Regions from separate parts of the Arachis hypogaea genome. Here region 2 is linked to region 1. The links are chromatin contacts, called in public Hi-C maps. All regions are on one chromosome and are shown on one strand. The core of a region is the stretch at or near the end of the contact, and the rest is flanking DNA. Distances in the headings are between cores, read along the strand shown.

Region 1 (7,190 bases), core at 2,843-5,342:
AATTTGTCAATGCATTTATTTAGTTAAATTATATTTTCTATTAAAAAGTTTCAACTTGTAGTGTCCTTAATAACTGTATATTTATTAGAAAAACCCTTATATTATTTGTTAGACCATGTATTATTATTATTATTTGGATCTCAACAATAAAAAACAATTTTTAACAGCTAAGTATTCCATCACTTTTAGAAGTTAGTGACGCAAGTGTAAAATGAAAATGGGTAAAAAAATAAAAATAATAAAAAAAGGATGAAATGGATCCCATGCATGAAAACGATTTAGGTCGTTTTCTGTGAATTGCAGGCATTGATTATTGTAATTAAGTGTGTTGTTTGTATAATAGGGGTACTGGTTCTGAGGTAGGGTAAGAAGACATTGATATATTGAAAGCAAATTAAAACTAATAAGACACCAATAACAATTGCATGGAAAAGCCAAACTATACGGTGAGTTAACTTAATTATGAGGGGGGTCTGTTTTTTAAACACAACAATCTTGCATTGAAATTGATACACCCTCACACGCTCAATGATTATTATATATATTAGAGAAATATTTTATATATCAGATTCTTATACCATATAAGAAATTAAATAATAGAGTGAACCGAATCGTTAACCGAATCTTAAAATATACTAATAATTTAATAATATTGTATAGCACTTTAAAGATTACCAAATAATATTTTTATTTTAGACAATAAGTAATAAAAAATACGGTAATAATGTATTTTTTTTTTTAAATAAGAGTTTAATTTTAAAATACTAACAATCTAAATTATCTAATTAATTATTATTCATAGGATTAATATAAAAAATAATTATTTTTATTGATATAATATTACGTAATTAGATATATAAATAAAATTATTTTATGTTAATAGTGCATTAAAATTAAATTTAAAAAAAAAATACTTGATTTGAAACATATATATAAGGCTATATATATATAGAGAGAGACAGAAAGAGAAAATTTAGGGACCAGCATTTTTATCAAAATTTGACCAACACTTAATCATAAAAAAAAAAGTGAGTAATTTTACTATTGGATAAAATTTCATACTATTAAAAATATCAATAATAATTAATTAATGACTACAAATCACAAAATTTACTGACCCTACACTTCTTTTATATATATATATATATATATATATATATTTATATATATATATATATATATATATATATATATATATATATATATATATAGGGCAATATGTCTAAGGGTAACAGATTATATATGATGGATAATTGGTACAAGTTGCATGCTATGTTAATTACTAGTAGAGCATGTATGTCTCAGAATTTTAACAACCCATGCATGTGATTATTTGCCATGACTTGTACGTCAAAACATTACACATTGCATTTTGGTCCATATTTGTTATTGGATGTGTTCTAACTTCAAATGTCGAATTACTAAGAATTTTGAACACAAATAAAATATTTTATAACAAGTATTCAAAATATTGTCCCATTCAATTCCATACAATTTTAGGAGTAGAGACCGAATTTTTCTATCATATATACTAGGAAAATCAATTACAGGTAGACACCAACTTCATATAACGACGAAAAGGAAAAGAAGTCGGTAGGGTAGGAGTCAGTAAATTAAATGATATAATTTAAAAGTCTTTCATTGGCATAAACCAATGTCTGTAGGGTCCTGAAAGTGAAATGCATAATTTCTTAGTCTTTTCAATGTCTTCTAAGTTCTGACTACAAGTCTCATCGATATAGCTAGGATACATCTAATCTTATTGTATGCCCTTCAGATTCAGATCATCAGATATTTATTTTTAAGTTTTTATGACAAGTGTATGGGCTGATTTTTTTGGTTATAGAAGCTGTGAATGTGTTGTGCGTAGTTATGAATGTTAGAGGTGGTAGACCAATTTGTGGGACAGCTTTTGTTCAGATTTGGTGTTAAGAAATCGGATTCTCCGATTTTATGTTGAAAATTTTTTATAAGCAAATCGGAGGTCCGTTTTGCATAGAGGGAATATTGAAATTTACATGAAGTTTATTGGACCCTCCGAGTTCTGCATGAATAAATTTTTTTTTTTATTTTCCCTCAACAATTCGTATGATCCGTGTTGTAGTGAACAAGTCGGACTGTCCGATAAACCTCACCCCATTCGCACCGTCCGATTTTTTACCTGTTGACACCACATGCAGATAAAGCACATCTGATCTCCATAATGGAGTCCTACCCCATTCTAACCTCCATAATAAAATTAAAAACTGCAAATGTATGTATCTTTCAAATTAAATATTTTTTCTTACGTAATTCTATTTTAATTTATTCTGAATTTTTTTAGAAAGTTTCAGTTTGTACTCCCATTATTATTTTTTTTTAATTTATTTTATATATTATTAACTTTATATTTAAAATGTATAATATATTACTTTTTTATTATCATTAAAATTAATTTTTTCTCTAAAATTAAAGAATTCTCTCTTTTTTTTCTCCTTTTCTCTATCTTTTTCATTCTTCGTTCGTCTACTTTATTTCGCTTATATATTATTATTAATACTAATTATAAATTTGACAATCAAAATATATACTATGACATTCTCTAATTATAGTTATAATTATAACTAAATTAAAAAGAAAATATTAACATTAAAATATAATTATATTATATTATTATTTTAATGACCAAAATATGTCACATAACACTCTCATTAAAATTGACATAAAATATTTTTCTCTAAAATTAATAAAATCTCTTCCTCCATTATCTTATCTATCTTTTTTCCCTTCTCTATTCTTCTTATCTATGTCATTCCTATTCTATATAAAATTTATAATTTATATTTTATATTATTAATTTGACAAATAAAAAAAGTCACAAAATATTCTTTTATTATAATTAAAATAAATTTTTTTCTCCAAAATTAATAAATTCTATTTCTCTTTCTTTTTCTTTATTATCCTTCTCTCACTTTCTTCTCTCATTCTCTGGCTTTCTTTATTTTTCTATTCTATAAAAAATATATTATTATATATATTTTAAATTTTTTATTTAGTTTCAAATTTTTACCTTTTATTTTTTTATTTCTGTTTTTTTTTCTTTCAAATATATTACATATAATTTAAAAAAATAATAATGTTGTGATTAATAATTAGAATAAAAATTCAATTATTTTAAAAAAATTTAATTTTAAGTTAATATTATAACTATCAATATAATTTTTTTATATTAATATCTAATTATATTTATATACATATAGAGAGAAAAATATTATTTTCAAATAACAAACATGAAAATTAATTATTTGTATTTGTGCAACGACTTAATATCTAATCAGATGTAAAAGTATACACATTAAAATTTTTCAAGTTTTAGATAATGAATGTTAAAATTTAATTATTTGTAAAAAATTAAATTCTTTCACATGAACTAAAAAACTTATTATTTGAATTTTTTTAATCTATGAAGATCTTGATCTTCTCTTAACCGGCGAAAATTTTTGTTTCCTACGACTTTTTGTAAAAATAGTTTGATTCTATAAATTTTTTGTGCCATAATATATAATATCAGGATAAAATAGACGTAATTTTAAAATATTTATATTCCTCCAATATTATTACCAAAAAAACAATGATAAAAATATTATTTTCTGTCCATAACCTAGAAAATTCAGCAAGCGCTTACAAAAAGACTTCTAAGTTCTTTATCAAAAAGTTTCTCACAGAAACAAAAATTATTTGAAAAAGAAAATATTTGCAATTAATCAACAAAGATCTTGCTAATTATTGTAAAAGATGAGACGATGATATGCTGGAGTAGTTCTGTGCACCAAACCCCTTTATATATAGACATATTGTACAATCTAAATATAGATGAGAATAAAATACTGCTTTTTAAAAGAAAAGAAAATTGTACAAAACTTCTATATTGATAACCTTAGTAAGTTTTTTTTTTTAAGTAAAACTTCTATTATCATTATTAGTACGGCCTGTATTTTTATATTTTTATTTGATTTTGTGGTCTCCTTTTCAATTCTCATCCAAGTATCTGGTGGCAGGTGGCAATCATTTTTTGGTCCTGAATATTTTCGTTTAAAGTGGGATTGCAGTTCCATCAATTGGTTAAAAAACTTTGTGGGCTATCTCTGGAATCTGGAGCATATTTCTTAAGAAATAACATATGTATAATAGCCCAAAAGAATTATACACTCAAAAGGGCAAATTCTATTATTACAATAGCCAAAAGACAAAAAGCCTAAAAGACCACCAAAAAAGCCCAGATTTGCTTCTTCATTATTTTTTTGCCCTCAACATAGTTACACAAATATGTTAAGATAAACACAATTAATCCGGAGAAGAAAAAGGAGAACAGCTCAACACAATCACAATTAATAAGTGAAAGTTTTTTTTACAGATTGCGGGAAGCAAATTAAAAACTTGATCTATCTCTATTTTCCTATGATCTTTTTACTTGCTAAGAACAAGGCTTAAACTCATTGCCATTGTCAAAAAAATCAATAGAAAAAAAAAATCAATAGGACACTGAGAGTGATTGACTATTTGTGGTTGTGGCTAGGTTTTCTTTGTTTTGGTGAATCCTTTTTAACCAGTAAATTGCAAGCACAAAAGTTAATTTAGCATCATTGCTTACCAAACCTAACAATTAGCAGGAGCTGTTAAGTAGGGTCTATTATATAGATCAAATATTATTAGAAAAAAGCAAGGACAAATAGAGTTTATTATTTTTGGCTAGCACTTTTAGTCCTCAACCTAATTTTTTTAGTTTAGCAATCAAATAATATATTTTAGCTCACACTTTTAAATATTACTGGTTAACTGCTGTCAAAAATAATAAATTTTATTGGTTCTCTAACATTTCTGGTATTATTATGATATCTTGTGATAAACCCTATGATTAATCACCCTTGATGCTAAATTCATTATTAGTCATGTGAAATAAATTAAGGCAAAAACTTGGTAAATTCTATAGTTTCGGCTAGAAATGTGAAGCATATGCATAAAGCATTTAATAAATGGACTGTTTTGTGGTCATTTTCTGCTCAAAAGGGTTGGAAGAAGTTGCCCTCACTCTTCCCAGACCAACCCAAGTTTGATAGAGAACTTCAAACAGATTCACATTGTAATAGATTGGTTAGACCTAAGAGGTTGTTGATGAAATTGACCCAATTTCTTTCACATAATAAAATGGCCTCTGTTCAGTAGCCCAGAGCAGTCATGGGTTCAATGTGGCCGGAAACCAAAATTTGTTGATGGAGGACTTTTGTCCCTTTGATGATTTCACCCCTGGGTTAGAAGCACCAATGATCCCATAGGTCAATTCAATCCTAATAACAAAAATTTTTATTTAACTCTTAAAATTTTTTGATATTATAATTTTAAATAAATTAATCGATTTTATAAAATTTTATTAAGTCATTTGATTTTATGATTTAAGTCTTATTACAATTTTATATTTTACATATTTAATTTATATTTTTTATTTTACGTAAAATTTTGATTTCATATTTTTATAAATATGTAATTAAATTAATTTTTGTAAAGAAAAGTTTTGTCGTTCAAATAATTCCTACTCAACTTAAGCAAAATTATCTTGAATAGGATACATGTGGTTTAAAATAATAATAATAAATTAATAATTAGAGGCATAACTTAAAGAAGGGGGGTTGTAGATATTTGAAAGAAATATCATATCGGTTGGAGAAGTTTAAGTGAGGGATTAATTTGAGCAATCAATTGGGTTTACCAGCAAGGTATCATTTAATTTAATGTTGGTTGTAAAGTAGTGTGACAGATCATGACATGTTGCCAAATCCCTTTAGAAAGAGCCTCAAACCCATAATTAGATTTGTTTATATATAAGCATTGTTCTTGCCTTTCAAGGCATGAATGAATGAGTCTTACCAATAAGACTCATCATTTCCCTTCTCTCCATCTCTACCTTTTCCTATTGGTTTGGTACAACTCCACCATTGTAAGTAATTAACATAAATGTTCAAGGTTACACTAATACCCTTTTAACCTTTTTCTTAACACCCCCATTCCTTAGCTTAAGCAGGGTCAAATATTTCTTTTCTACTCCATTCTGATTTTGACATTAAATCTTGCATTCGTAAAATCACTACAAATATTAATAATCAACCATGTTAAATACATATCAAAATCAGTCACTAGAATAAAATACACAAATAAAAGTGTATATATATTTTTATATACAAATATATAATGACTGATTTTGATAATTAATTTTAGTGTGCAAATAACATTTTTGATTAGTCATACATATTGAATTAGCAGAATTCTTCAACCTCATAACTCTTAACAACTTAGTTGAAAAAGAAGCTATTCTTTATGGTCCTCACATAACTAACCAAAAAGACAAAGGTGGTTCCAACAGCAAATGTTTATAGTACGTTTATGCATTTTACAGCACTGAAATAAAGGCAATTTTCCAAGAATCTAATACTGCCATGAGTAAAATAAAAGTCTGATACACTTCAACTTTTACTTAAGAGTGTGTGTATATATATTATATAGAGCATATGATATATGTAAGGTGAAATGAGCAGATCAATAGAGAGATTTAGAGAGAGCAAATGGGGAAATAACAAATTTAAAAGTTTCTTACTCAACTCAGAATTTTTGCTACAAATGAACTGCAAAAAGAATTCCCACAACAGGGATATTTAAAAAGAGAGAAGAAAAAATGAAAAGAATGCCAAAAGAAAAAAAGACAACGGAGACACCAACTCCTAATATAACCTTAAGGGACCTACCAATTACTAGACCTAAAGCCCTACCCTTTTGACTTCCATAACCCCTCTTTTCTTCTTAAGTCCTCATTACAATCTTACCCTAACTGCTAAAATATGATCATCATAATCTATTGTTCCTATTCCCCCATTCCAACCCTGTACAAAAACCAATTAAAAGAAATGAAATATCAATAAGAAATAGCATAAGACCATGACTCTCTAAGAGGAAGGTAATGTAAAGAGAAATAATCTCTCCAATTAGGATCACTTCCCCCGCCCTCAAATGTACTCCAGGGTAAGGCTGCTGTTAGTGTTTGGAATGAGTTCTGGTGAGGCATCTGCATGATGATTTGCAAAACCGGATTTTTCAATGCCCTTGCATCTCATTTCAAGGACCTTCTTGTGGGAATTGGAGTGCACGGATGGGCAGAAAGTTGG
Region 2 (7,547 bases), core at 1,670-4,169, 57 kb before region 1:
GGCGGCGAGCTGCTCCAAGCCTCGAACAGAGAAGCCAGGCAGGACGGGAACAGGGGGAAGGAGGACGCCGAGCTACAAGACAGGGCCTGGGCTCGGGACAGCGGGAAGGAGGAAGCCGCGGAGGCGCCGACAGCACAGACGGCGGCGGCAGAACCGTTGCAGGGATAGGGTTTAGGTTTGGTGATTTTGAACTTTGCTTCAGGGTTCAGAGGGATAGTGATCACGAACACAGGGGTGTTGTGTGGGTGGGTTGGGGGGGGGTGAGTGAGTGAGGCTGAACGTTGGGTTTTTTTTTCCTAAAAAATGAAAACGGCGCCGTTTATCAAGAACCGGCCGGTTCCTAGAACAATTTTTATTATCAGCGAACCGAATAATTTTTATTACCAGTTTTCGGTTGAATTAGTTTGACCGACTGGTCTGATCCAATTTTTAGAAGCATACTATTTAGTCTCTAAACTTTATAAACATGAATGGCATTAGTCCTAGAACAATTTTTCTGGCAACTTCCAACTCATAAACATTTTTGTTTTTTGACCAAAATGTGGTTTTACCTAGTGCATCCAACTATTCGCGTTTTAGGACATGAGTCATGTTCACAAAGTTTAGAAATTAAAACTTTAAGACCAGATTAAGACTCTTTCATAGGGCTGGCAATATATACCCTACCCGCGGGTACTCAATCCAAACCAACCCGTTCGATTAGGGTTGTCTACCCTATCCGCTGCGGATAGAGTAAGATAGGGTGCAAATTTGCCTGCGGTTAGGGTAGGGTACGGGTTTAGGGTATATCCTACCCTACCCTATATGCACCCTTAATATATTATATAATATATATGTAAAAGTTATACATGTAGTGAAGAAAGTAAGTCTTGTACTCACAATCTTCTTTTTATAAAAACTTGAAATAATCACTAAACTAGTTGATGATCATATTATTTGTAATTTTATGTTGGATTTCTTTAAGATTTTATTATTTTTAATTTTAATTTGAACTTAGTTTTTTATTTTCTATTTTATTAATATGTATGAAATTTGGAATGGTTGAATTTTACATTTATTTAAAAAAAATTATTTATGCGGGTAGGGTCGGATAGAGTAGAATTTAGAATTTTAGGGTGCGGATAGAATTTACAGACAGCATGGAGTCTAGGGATGAGAAGGGTTATAGTAGAGTTGGATTCTCTAAATGCAATTATGTACATTAAGAGAAACCCTAGTGATAGCCACGGCCACAGCCATATAATCCGAAAGATAGCAGAGTGGATGAAGCGACTTTGGGAGATTATATTTAGACATGTTTATAGGGAGGCAAATCGGTGTGCCCACATTACCAGGTTATAGTTTTATAGACTTGCCTCCTTCAGATCTTCAGAGCTTGCTTATTGATGACTTTAACGGGAGTCTCTATCTCTCATACTATTTTTGTGTAGTCTTTTTGCTTTTGGGCTAGTACCCCATATTATTACAAAAAAAAAAAAAAAAAAAAAAGAGTTCTCAACCTGCGAATAAGATAGGGTAAAATTTAAAAAAAGTTTTTAACCTATGAATAGGGTTAAGGTAGAGTTTAAATCCTACCCTATGATACCCATTGCCAGCCCTATTTGTCCAAGTTCAAGACCAAATTGAATATCAGAGAATACTCACTAAATCGATTAGAAAGAAAACAAACATTAAAAGGGAGATGATGATATACCAGTTCACACATGATAGAACCAAGAACGGTGGTCCAAAAACTGCCGGCAAAAGTCTCAGCAATGAAAGCACCAAGAAGAGGAGTGCAGTCAGCTGTTCGGCGGCAAAGAAAAAGGAGACGTGGCAGAGGACGACGCACGGAGACGCAAAGACATCAACGGCAGATTGAGAGTGAGAGTTGTGCGTGTTACGCAGTTCTTGTGGGTACTAGGTTTTTTTATTGGAGTAAAGTAGAGATAAGTCTCAAAGTAGTCCCTGAAGTTGCACTCGAGCCTCAAAGTAATCCCCGAAGTTAATAATTCCTCAAATTCGTCCCTGAAATTGCACTTCGGGACTCATAATAGTCCTTGAAATAATTTTCGTCCATCCTTGCTAACGAAAAACTGAGCTGGACTGAAACAACGTCGTTTTGTATTTATTAAAAAAAATAATACCCAATACGACGTCGTTTTATATTTATTAAAAAAACTAATCCTTATCTTCACCAATTCTCTTCTTCACTGATGTTCTTCTTCTTCTTCAATTTCATACAAGCAACAACAACAACATCTTCAGAAACCAACAAAAATCACAGAATTGAAAAAACTAACAATTACAAAAAATCACAAAAAAGAACCAACAACAATTAGAAAGGATCAATTAACCTAAATAACCAGCATCAATCAACCGATCAAAAACAACAATCACAAAAAAACATCAACAATTACAGAATCAAAAATAACAAAAAATCAACCATGGCAACTACATTAAAACACAATCATGAGCAGCAATAATCATCCAAAATATTAAACAATAATGATTCAATAACTAAAAAAATTTAAAAAAACTCACCTTTGCCGCAGAGCAGAGAAGAAGGATGCAGAGGGAGACAGAGAGCAAACGGTGACAAATAGGGAGGGCCGACGAGTGCGGCGGGCTCGAGAGCGCAGACGTCGGCGACGGAGGGTTGGGGGCGGTTGACAGAGCACTTGAAAATAGTGAGAAAGTGTGAAATCTGGACGGCGAGGTCGGAGAGCACCTCGATCTCGTGGTGGTGCGAAGAAGCAGATTGGGAACGTGAAAAACAGTTAGGGAGGGACGATTGGCGCGGCACCGAAATGGAGGCCGGCGACAGAGAGGGTTGGGGAAAGCTTGCTTGTGAGGGAGAGAAGGGGAAGGGAAAGGGCAGATTGGGGAAGGGGAAGGGGAAGGGTTGGGAAAGGGAAAGAGAAGGCTCGGGGAAGGGGTGGTGACGTGGGGTTTAGCGTGTTTTTGTTTTACTTTCTTTTCTTTTTTTTTTTTTTAAATAAACACAAAATTACATCGTTTTCAATTTTTTTTTTACTTCTCAAAACGACGTCTTTTTAAGATTCCGACGAACGGAAAATTTTTCAAGGACTACTATGAGTTACGGAGTGCAATTTCAGGGACGAATTTAAGGAATTATTAACTTCGGGGATTACTTTAAGGCTCGAGTGCAATTTCAATGACTACTTTAAAGTTTATCTCAGTAAACTACCCTTTCTAAACTACTATTTCTACATAAAGCTATTAATATATATATATATATATATATATATATATATATATATATTATCAAAAATAAGGAGTTTCGAACCTGCAACTTTTTAGATGAGTATGAAAAAGCTATATTATTTGAATTATAACTCCTTAGCAAGCTGTTAAATCTATTAGTGAATAAATAAAAATAATTTTATATTTATAAAAAACAAAATTTATATAATAAAATTATTTAAACTCTTAAAAAATTGTTTTAAATTCTTAAGCTATTTTATTAATCTAACTTATTCCACTCTTAATTTTCAATCTCAATTTCCAACCATTTACTATTATTACTTTAGTCCTTAACCTGTCATCACCGATAATATCTCATTCTCTTTATTATTACTGTTTGTTAATTGAAGACATAATTATCATAACTAATAATTAACTCGGTCATAATTACTAATTAATTTTTTATTTTTTATAATTATCAAATAGGTTGAGCTAGGATCTAATTACTATAGAAAAATGAACAACTTAATTATGTTTAAACAAATTCTTAGTATGTTTAACAATTCTTTAATGATAAAAGTAAAAATATTAAAAGAATTAAAAATTATTTTTTTAGAATTTACAGTTCAAATTTTTTTAAAAAATATATTTTTATTTAAAAAATATATTTTAACATAATAAATAAACAAAAAATATTTTTATATTATCGAATCTAAATATATTTAATAGATAAAAAATTATTTTTATATAAAATATCTAAACATTAAATTAAATTTACTTTTTCAAAATATTATTTTAAAAAAATTACTTAAAAAATATTTCCTTCAAAAATCATTTAAACAAGTCCTTGACAGATCATTAATCATGATATCATCGACTAACACTTTTGGGTAATAGGGTAATTGATCACGGATTCACGGTAATAGGAAATTTTTGGGTTTTTTTTTTTTTTTTTCTTTTACTATGAATTTTTGAGTTTCTTGTAGTGACGGAAATGAGACAAAAGAGCTTTCTGGGTTTTGAGAATTGGATCTGATACATGGATAATGGAGGCCCATTATATTAACTATGTTCATGATCTAGGACTACATATCCGTAATCCGCTACCATTAGTAGACTTGAAAATGCTTCACCAAACTCAAAAGAGATATCACTCTCCCTTTTGGGCTTAGCCCGGCCCAATGGCTAACTCCAATAAACATAATTAGAATCACACATTAGTCTATCCTAAAAAAAAAAAAAGTAAAACAGAAGAACTAGAGATTTTAATAGAACAAGTCTCTCGTCCTTCAAATCAAACAGTATTAGCAAAATTTTTATTAGCTAGTTATAATAATAATATAATTGAATATAAGATAATTTTAAAGTATTCTCTTTCCCGATACCAATTTACTATAATTCAATTCAATATGTTGAAATTGATCTTACTTGGAAACTGGCATTGAAGTTATTCTGGTTGAAATGACAACCTACACCAAATTCACCATATCACATCCATGTCTGAGAAAAAATAGTTCCTTTGACTTTAATTCTGAGGGTACCGACTTTGACTCAACAATCAATTTGAACACTGAAGAGGCAGTTCATTATTTCAACATGTCCCATGTTAATACTAATTAAATATGGAATTGATATTTTTGACAATCCCCATGTGTGAAACTGAAACCTGATAGTTATATCATTCATCAGTTGACTTGTGAAAGATGTCCTTTATCTTAACACAAAAAAGACCTAATTGGGATCTGTGCTTGATCCCAAAAATATTATATTTAATTGACATGGCTGGTTCAGCCAACCAATTCCAGCCCTTATAATAATTAATAAAACCAGCATTAAACATTCACATGCAACCACTAAGCCTATCTAGCTAGTAGCTTAATTCATACAAGTAGTATTATTATAATAAACAAGTGTATGTTTATGTGTATGCACATAATCTTTGTCCAACATAAAAACACAACTTGTGCCGATGTTGGGGGCATGAAGTAGTTGAATTGAGCTGTGTTTCTTGACCTTTGCATATCTTTGTTTGCCTTATTTCATTAAAAATACATCTTATATATTATAATAACAACGTTATACATACCATTTATTTATATTTATAAATATAAATATAAATATAGAACGTAACCACGGTTGAGTAAGTCATAATCTAAGGGTCTCAACTCTCATGTGAGCATATATAGAAACAATATTAATTATATATATGACTGAGATCCCAAGGTATCATTTACTCTTTTTTCCTGTAACTGCGGCATACTTGGGGAATGGAATGTGGATTATTACATTACATAGAACTATTCCCTTTCGGCCATTTCTTAGGCGCATGAGTAGCACTTACTTGCATGCATGCCATTATTATTCATCTTTATGCTTCTTTTTTATTCACATTTTCTTTTAAATAAAGAGAAAAGAAAATATTAATTGGTCAATGTTATTGGTAGCTACGAATATTAATCTTCACGACATTGTTGAGATAAATTAAAAAGAAAGAAGATGATAATGTTAATTAGTAGTTACCTTAATTAATAATCCGTAAAGTGAATTAAAGCTTTCATTAACTGTAAGTCCAGGGTCGTTAAATTAAAAAGTCAAACGGTTGCTAATACCACCTAAAAGCACACGTCAAGCTAAGCCAGCTTTAAAATATATATGCATGAGTGCATCTTTAATTAATTAATAAGAGGTTATTTAAGCTAGTTTTATAAACATATACGTGAGTAGGATAACTTTAATTTGCATATATTTTTAGCATTAATCAATGTTTAATTAAACTAGAGAAAGTCTAGGGGCTAGTAATTTTTGTGTTTTGTAGCCAGTACTTAATCATCAAAAGAAAAGTGAGTGATCTCCCACCATTGGATGTAATATCACATCATTAAAAACACTATTGATGACTAATTGATGGTTACAAAATACAAAAGTTGTTGACCCCTAGCATTCTTAATTAAACTAACCCTGCTTGAGATTATGAGTTTACCGTTAGATAGGTCAACCATAAAGTTGACTTCTTCCATTATATTTGTTAAATTAGTTTCTTTTATGGCACCAAATTAAATAAGATAATTATAGATTCAAACTCCTTTAGTAATGGTGTTACATGATTATGAGGTATAGAAAATCTCATATAATATGTAAAATGGTATCAATTTTGGGCAGTAAATTAACAATAAATGGAAAAAGAGTTGTTATCAGCTAGTGAAATGGTTGCAGTAGAATGAGGAAGAAAAAGAAGAAAAGAATGATCAAGAAAAAACTGAAAGAGAGAGAGAGAAGAGTATTGTGATGATGAATTTTCTAATTGCAATTGAATAATACATCATAAGAATTTTACGCTATGCTATATAGTTTATATAGTTGTAAAAAAAGTGTGAAAAGAAAAAAAGGAATAACAAATTATATATTAGCTAGTCCTAACAAACTAGTCAGCTGAACAATCTAACAAACAAACAAAAATATATTAACAAATCTTTTACATTTGAAACTATTATTTCCTGTATCTATATTAACTAGCATCCCCTCACAAGCTGGTATTACTTGGCTTGTGTAGATCAAGTAATCCCAGCTTGAATAGCAAGTAGGAGAAGAATCCCGGTGCAAGAGGCTTTGTAAACAGATCAGCCAGCTGCTCACTAGAGGCAATATGTTGAAGATTTGAAACTCTTTCTTTATATTTTTTAAGAACTACATGGCAGTCAATTTCAACATGCTTTGTCTATTCATGAAAAACCGGATTTGAGGCAATATATATAGCAGATTATTGTCACAGAATATATCAACAAGCAGGGGAGGAGAAATCTTGAATTCTTTTAAAAGTTTTAGCAACCATATAAGTTCACAAGTTCCATTTGCTAAAGATCAATATTCAATTTCAGAAGAGGATCTAGAGACTGTTGTTTGCCTCTTGCTTTTTCAAGATATAAGAGTTTGGTCAAGAAAGAAGCAACAACCAGTAATAGATTTTCTAGTATCCTTACAAGCCCCCCAATCAGAATGAGTATATCCAGAGAGAATAAAAGAATTAGAGACAAAAAAAAGATCTGATGCTGGTGGTGATTGTTTCAAGTATCGAATCACTCTATAAACTGCCTTGAGATGAACATCAATGGGACAATCCATGAATTGAGTAAGACAACCTACAGGGTAGCTCAAGTCGGGTCTGGTATTGGTGAGATAAAGAAGGCGACCAACCAGCTTTCTATAAAGAGCAACATCAGGTAGAGGAGAGCCACAATTTTTTGACAAAGATGTAGTATAATCCATAGGTGTAGTGGTAGGTTTGGCTCCAAGTAAGCCACAATCATTGATCAAATCTAAAGCGTATTTTCTTTGATAAGGAACAATCCCTGTTTTGCTTCTTG

Evidence for each region. Hi-C and Micro-C count contacts between places; a contact is called where the count stands out from the background.
Region 2: a contact with region 1 is called in a Hi-C map of an unstated tissue, with 7 times the contacts expected there. The contact joins the promoter of LOC112775571 here to the enhancer-like site in region 1. A contact is called at or near these places in 5 of 8 Hi-C or Micro-C datasets (leaf and an unstated tissue).

The regions. Positions count from the first base shown.
Region 1 is chr19:147,264,378-147,271,567 of arahy.Tifrunner.gnm2.J5K5, reverse strand. It overlaps LOC112779876 (GATA transcription factor 8), which reads right to left. Exons shown (of 3, transcript XM_025824230.3): 3 at 6,595-7,190. The coding sequence ends at 7,032. Among protein-coding and RNA genes, the nearest start is that of LOC112779876, 6.7 kb to the right of the region's middle. Within about 2 kb of position 4,092, at least 2 of the 3 cell types and tissues checked have open chromatin away from gene starts, as enhancers often do.
Region 2 is chr19:147,320,204-147,327,750 of arahy.Tifrunner.gnm2.J5K5, reverse strand. It overlaps LOC112775571, which reads right to left and starts at 2,919. Exons shown (of 4, transcript XM_025819274.3): 1 at 2,524-2,919. It overlaps LOC112775573 (a long non-coding RNA gene), which reads left to right. Exons shown (of 3, transcript XR_003189586.3): 3 at 1-944.